2 separate regions of the Capra hircus genome follow, and region 2 is linked to region 1. A link is a contact called in public Hi-C data. All regions are on one chromosome and are shown on one strand. Each heading gives the region's core, a stretch centred on a gene start, on an enhancer-like site or on the middle of the called end of the contact. The rest is flanking DNA. Distances are from core to core; before and after follow the strand shown.

What was found. Hi-C and Micro-C count contacts between places; a contact is called where the count stands out from the background.
Region 2: a Hi-C map of blood shows a contact between it and region 1, with 4 times the contacts expected there. The contact joins two enhancer-like sites. A contact is called at or near these places in 3 of 5 Hi-C or Micro-C datasets (blood and liver).

What each region holds. Positions count from the first base shown.
Region 1 is chr2:40,150,802-40,153,501 of ARS1.2, reverse strand. No RefSeq gene overlaps it. Among named protein-coding and RNA genes, the nearest start is that of CREB1, 68 kb to the right of the region's middle. Within about 2 kb of position 1,416, at least 1 of the 5 cell types and tissues checked has an H3K27ac peak or open chromatin away from gene starts, as enhancers often do.
Region 2 is chr2:40,818,149-40,820,848 of ARS1.2, reverse strand. No RefSeq gene overlaps it. Among named protein-coding and RNA genes, the nearest start is that of FASTKD2, 37 kb to the left of the region's middle. Within about 2 kb of position 1,253, at least 1 of the 5 cell types and tissues checked has an H3K27ac peak or open chromatin away from gene starts, as enhancers often do.

The DNA.
Region 1 (2,700 bases), core at 167-2,666:
TTCCAGGCAAGAGTACTGGAGTGGGGTGCCATTGCCTTCTCTTGTGTTAGTAGCAGTAATAAAAACAAAGGGATTATAATTTGTGCTAGGCAATGGCAATAGGCTCAAGTTTGCCTTCAGAAAAGAATTTCCTTCAGATCTCAGGAAATTTAGGGAGTAAGGGAGAAACAGAATAAAATTCGGGAGGGGGACAGAAAGTGTCTTCTCTCAAACCATAAATCATAGAAATTGAATTAGATCATCTCAAATTGAGGGACAAAAAGCCAGTTATAGATCCATTTCACGACACTGGCTGACATGGATTCCATTTGTGACTCACTGAGTAGCGTTACTTATTCTGAGTGCTCCTCTGACAATGCAAGCTCTTAACATGAAGACATGTGTAACGTTACAGGAGGAGAGAGCAAAAAGCAAAATCTGACAGTTTGCCTAGAAAGCAAACCCTGAGTGTCAAGCATTTCTGAAGCCTGTTCTCAGGGTCTCTCTTGAATTCTGCTATTTGCATAGCTCAAAATTTATAAAATCCTATTCTCTTTTCTAGACACAATTACCACCATCAAACCATTTTCATCTCAACCTTAGGGCAGTAGACTACTAGAAAGCTAACTATGTGATAGGGATCCAGTCCCAGGGGGTGAGGAGGAGGGAGGGAGGGGAGCGGAACGTTAGAGAAGGGCTGCGACCTGAGAGCTGCGGCCTCCAGATGGCGGTGGGGACTGCACCCCTGGGAAAGCAAGCAGGGCGAATAAATACCCCAGTCACTCGCTTCTCCTACCTCCTGATCCCCTGTCAATCCACTCTCATTTGAATCCATCCGGAAGCCAGGGGAAAAGGGTCTGCCCCATGCAGTCTGCAGCGGGCTGAGGAAGAGTGGAGAGTGGACGCAGGCAGCAGACAGATAATATCCGGCATGTTACCCCACTATTCCAAGCATGCAGCTGATACATTTTGTAAACAGGTTAGAAGTTATAGTTTAAAAAGGGGGGGAGGGTAGTTTCTTCAATTTATTCCTTGTGGGAAGCGCTTCATGTATCATTTATAATAACATCTGCTAGATATTTTATATCACCCTCATAATAACTGTGTAATGGGTGAAATAGCTTTGTTTTATAAATGATCAACTGGAAGCCTAGATGAGCTAAGGACCTGGCTTCACATTCCATTGCAAGGAGAGGAAGGAGCGGGGATGAGACCTAAGAACTCGCTGATACCATAGCCCACGGGGTCTCCTCTGTCCTTCTTCCCTATGACAGAGATGCTGCCATTGTTCAGAACAAGTTAGAAGCCCTCCTCTGCTTGCTTTTACAGTGCTTTTAGGAGCCTTTCCCTTTCCCCCAAATCAGTCGCATTACTTTATAGGCACACATTTTTAACAACAGCCAAAGAAGATGGAAATGATTCATCCTCATCACGTTCACCAGATGTAAGGCCAGATGATGCTCGAGTATTTCCAAAAGTCAAATTAGCTTCTCTCTCCAGAGACTGAGGAGATTAAAAGTAAGCTCTGAATGACAACTCCAAAAGAAAAGTCTCAAGAACATCTGTAATGCTGGACATCTCAATGGAGAAGGTGGCCCCTTTAAAACTGACAGCGGTTCTCTCACTGAATAATCTCAGGCCTCCAAGAGAGTTGCTTGTTTATAGGAGCAGGAAATTGGAAACAACCCAAATCTTTAAAAGCAAACATGTTTGTGTACTACCTGCCTCCACCCCCACCCTACCCTTCCTCACATGGAAATCAACACAGGGATAGGAACTGGCTGCCTTGCCCACCGGCTCCACCCAGCTCTATGCATGGAGCCTGGGCATGGTAGATCCTCAGATATCTGTTGAATGAATGGATAGATAGAATTCCTCTTCCTTAACTAGAGCATATGTGTGTGTCTGACTCTTTGTGACTCCATGGACTATAGCCCATCAGGCTCCTCTGTCCAAGGAATTTCCCAGGTAAGAGTACTGGAGCAGGTTGCCATTCTCTACTCCAGGGGATCACCTCGACCCAGGGACGGAACCTGCACCTCCTGCATCTCTGCATTGGCAGGCAGGTTCTTTACCACTGAGCCACCTGAGAAACCCTCCTAGAGCACGACCTTTGTGCAAACATTCCATACCCTTTGGTGTCATTCTGCAAGAAGAATGGACAATAATAATGAATACAAAGCGTTTTGTTTCCACCACTTATGAAGCCAGGAAATCACCTATAGAATTACCAATGGGAGAGTAAGAAAATAAATAACCCCCTCCTCCTCTCATCCTCTGCACCACACTCTTGCTTCCTCATACACTCAGGTGTCAGAAGAATCACCAGTTCTGTTTGGCAGACTTCAAGCATCCTTTTCTTGCAAGGCCATCCAAAATATAATGAGTATTATGACATCTCCTCCACAGCCGTGTAATCAGCTAATACTAAAGGTGCTAAGAGAGATGCCTTTTTTCTGGTTCACATCTAAAATGTAGACAATCAACCATGAATGCCTCAGGCTGATCGCATGCTGGGAGAAGCAATAATAATACGTCTGGCCAGATCTCCCTGCCAACTGGAAGGCCCAGGTTGGGGAGCAGATGTGCCGTGGAGGTGATGCATTTGGTCTTCAGTGGGGAGGGTCTGTGGGTCTCATCTGTCTTCCGCACCCCTACTGGTCAGCTCAGCGCTCAGCCCTAAAGCCAGCTGCTTAAGACCCCGCTCCTGTGTGAGTCCTC
Region 2 (2,700 bases), core at 4-2,503, 670 kb before region 1:
AGTCTTCTTCAACACCACAGTTCAAAGGCATCACTTCTTTGGCACTCAGCTTTCTTTATACTCCAATTCTCACATCCATACATGACTATTGGAAAAACCATAGCTTTAAGTATTTCTCTCTTAGAAGTTCAGTAAATTCTAGCTTCCCCAGGGCTCACCTTGAGGATCAGCACCCCTGCTTTCCATTTTCTCGACTCTGAAACAGTGTTTGGTGCCATGGTTTATGACTTTCCCAAGGTTTGGGGGCCTGGTCTGGCAAACAGGATATCTATCCCCTACACTGGAAAGAAGCAAATTCTTCCAAATATCTTCAGGTATGGCAAGTCTTCAAATTTTCATCCTTTGCATTTAGCTGTGGTTTTCACAAATGGTTAAACATGCCTCACAGCTAACTTTGGTGAATGAGGTTGATAAAACTGAGTTAAAATCTTTTTGGTCAAATGAAGGCATAAAGAGAGAATTTTCTGCTAAGATGTAAACCCTAGTTCTGGAAGCAGTTCCAAAAGGGAAAGGCAGCTGATATTTTGAAGAATGTCAGCATCATGGGAATGCGTATAGGGTAAGTCTCTCAGGGAAACTATTTTAAGCTCAGACCCACAACTATAATATATCAAGTGTAATAATAGCCACTGTCTCTTCACATTTTTTCTCAAAGGTTAATTAAATTAAAGCCTCTAACTTTGAGGTATATATTATTATGCCCATTTCACAGATGAAGGACCCTAGACTTAGCCGCATGATTTTGAACAAGTTATTTAATCTTTCAGATTTGATTCCAGAGCCATATGGACACATTACATAACTTCATACTAATCAGACAAAGTGTGTGTGTGTTAGTCACTCAGCTGTGTCCAACTCTTTTCTACCCCATGGATTGTAGCCCACCAGGATCCTCTGTCCACAGGATTCTCCAGGCATGAGGACTAGAATGGTTGCCATTTCCTTCTCTAGGGGATCTTCCCCACCCAGAGGTCGAACCTGGGTCTCCTGCATGGCAGTAAGTCATTTTCAAACAATTAGCATCCAGTTTCTCTCATTTTTATACTACCATTTGAAAGTACCAATTCATTATCATGGTTTTTTTTTTTTCACTTTTGAATGAATTTCTTCATGATTTAAAAAGATCCTTTCCCCAACTTTTTTTTTTTTGAACTGTATGGAGTGGGGTGGGGATAAGAGTGGGGGTAGGAGGAAAGTCCACTGGACTGAGGATCAAGAGACCTGGGTGCCAGCCTCCAACCCTGTCACTGAACTTCTCTGGGGCTTGGTGTACTTGTCTGTATGACAAGGAAGTCAGAGAGAATGTCTCTAGGACATGCCACTCTCTCTTTTTACAAATTATTAGCATAAGCCCAGATTTCCAATTCCAGCTTTTGGTCAAAGGTCTTCCCCATCGCCTCCAGCCACAATTTAAGCTCCTAGAAGAAGAACAGGCTGTCATCTGGGACTAAGAGTACCCGGTGCTTCCTAAATCAAATTCAACATTAAATTGCACTGCAAACAAAAAGTTGTACACAGTTGAAATGCTGGTGAATGGGACTTAATGAGCTCCATATGTCTGACCTCTGGGAAGAAGTGATTTGGGAAGCTGTAGCTGGAGCTGGAAGAGTCCAAGGGCATCAGCATCTGGTGTGAGTTACTCAGAATGAAGGGAGTCAACTGCGTTTTTGTTTGGTTGCCAAGCTCAGGAAGGTAGAAATACTGTGTAATCTGTGCTCACCTTCTGAGATCATACCGACAGGTTTCCAAGCTTGTCCTCACTTCTCAGGAGGCAGAGAAGAGCTTCCTTCCTGCTGCTCTCCCAGGCTGCCTGTACCCTCTTGTTGGACAGGTCAGCGACTTTAGACCACTTGTACTTGTTTTGGTCAACTCTGCAGCTCCTCAAGGAGCTTGTCTAAAGCCCAGGTCTGACAGGGTTATTTCTCTCCCTTCTTCAAAAAATGCCAGACTCATGGCTTCATGCTTGCAATGCACGCTGTCTAGTTAAGCCTGGACTTGCTTTTTCAGATTCCTGGGTCATTATTCCCCATCCTTGGCATCCTGTGTTCTAGCCACATTCCAGGCTCATCTCCCTGAGTCTTTCCACCTGCTTTCTCCTCTGCAGCATCCCTCCCATCCTGTCTCCACCTGGAAAGCTTGTGATTGATGCGGTTTGAGCAACACGTACCCTGTGTGTAATGTATCGGCTCACTTGTTGCCTCCCCATTCGTGATTAATCTGTGCCATTTCTGTGTTCCATAGTCCTTAGATGCAGTTGGGGTGAGAAAGGAGAGGCGTATAATTGCCTTCCATATTGGAGAGCTCTTCATGAGTGAGAGTATATCTTACTATTCCTTTTATATAACTGTGTGTGTGTGTGTGTTAAGTCACTTCAGTGGTGTCTGATTGTGACTCTTTATGACCCTGCCAGGCTCCTCTGTCCATGGGGTTTTCCAGGCAAGAATACTGGAGTGGGTTTTCATGCCTTTCTCCAGGGAATCTTCCCAATCTGGGGATCAAACCTGCATCTCTTATGTCTCCTGCAGGCTGTCCTTTACCACTTGTGCCATCTAGGAAGCCCAGAGTATAACTGACTCTCAGTAAATGTTTATTGAGTGAACCAATGAACAAAGGAATGGAAAGTCCTTGGAAATCAAGCAGTATTTCAGTCTTTGAAACTTCTCCCATGTATCTTTGGTTATCTTATTCATAATAATTTAT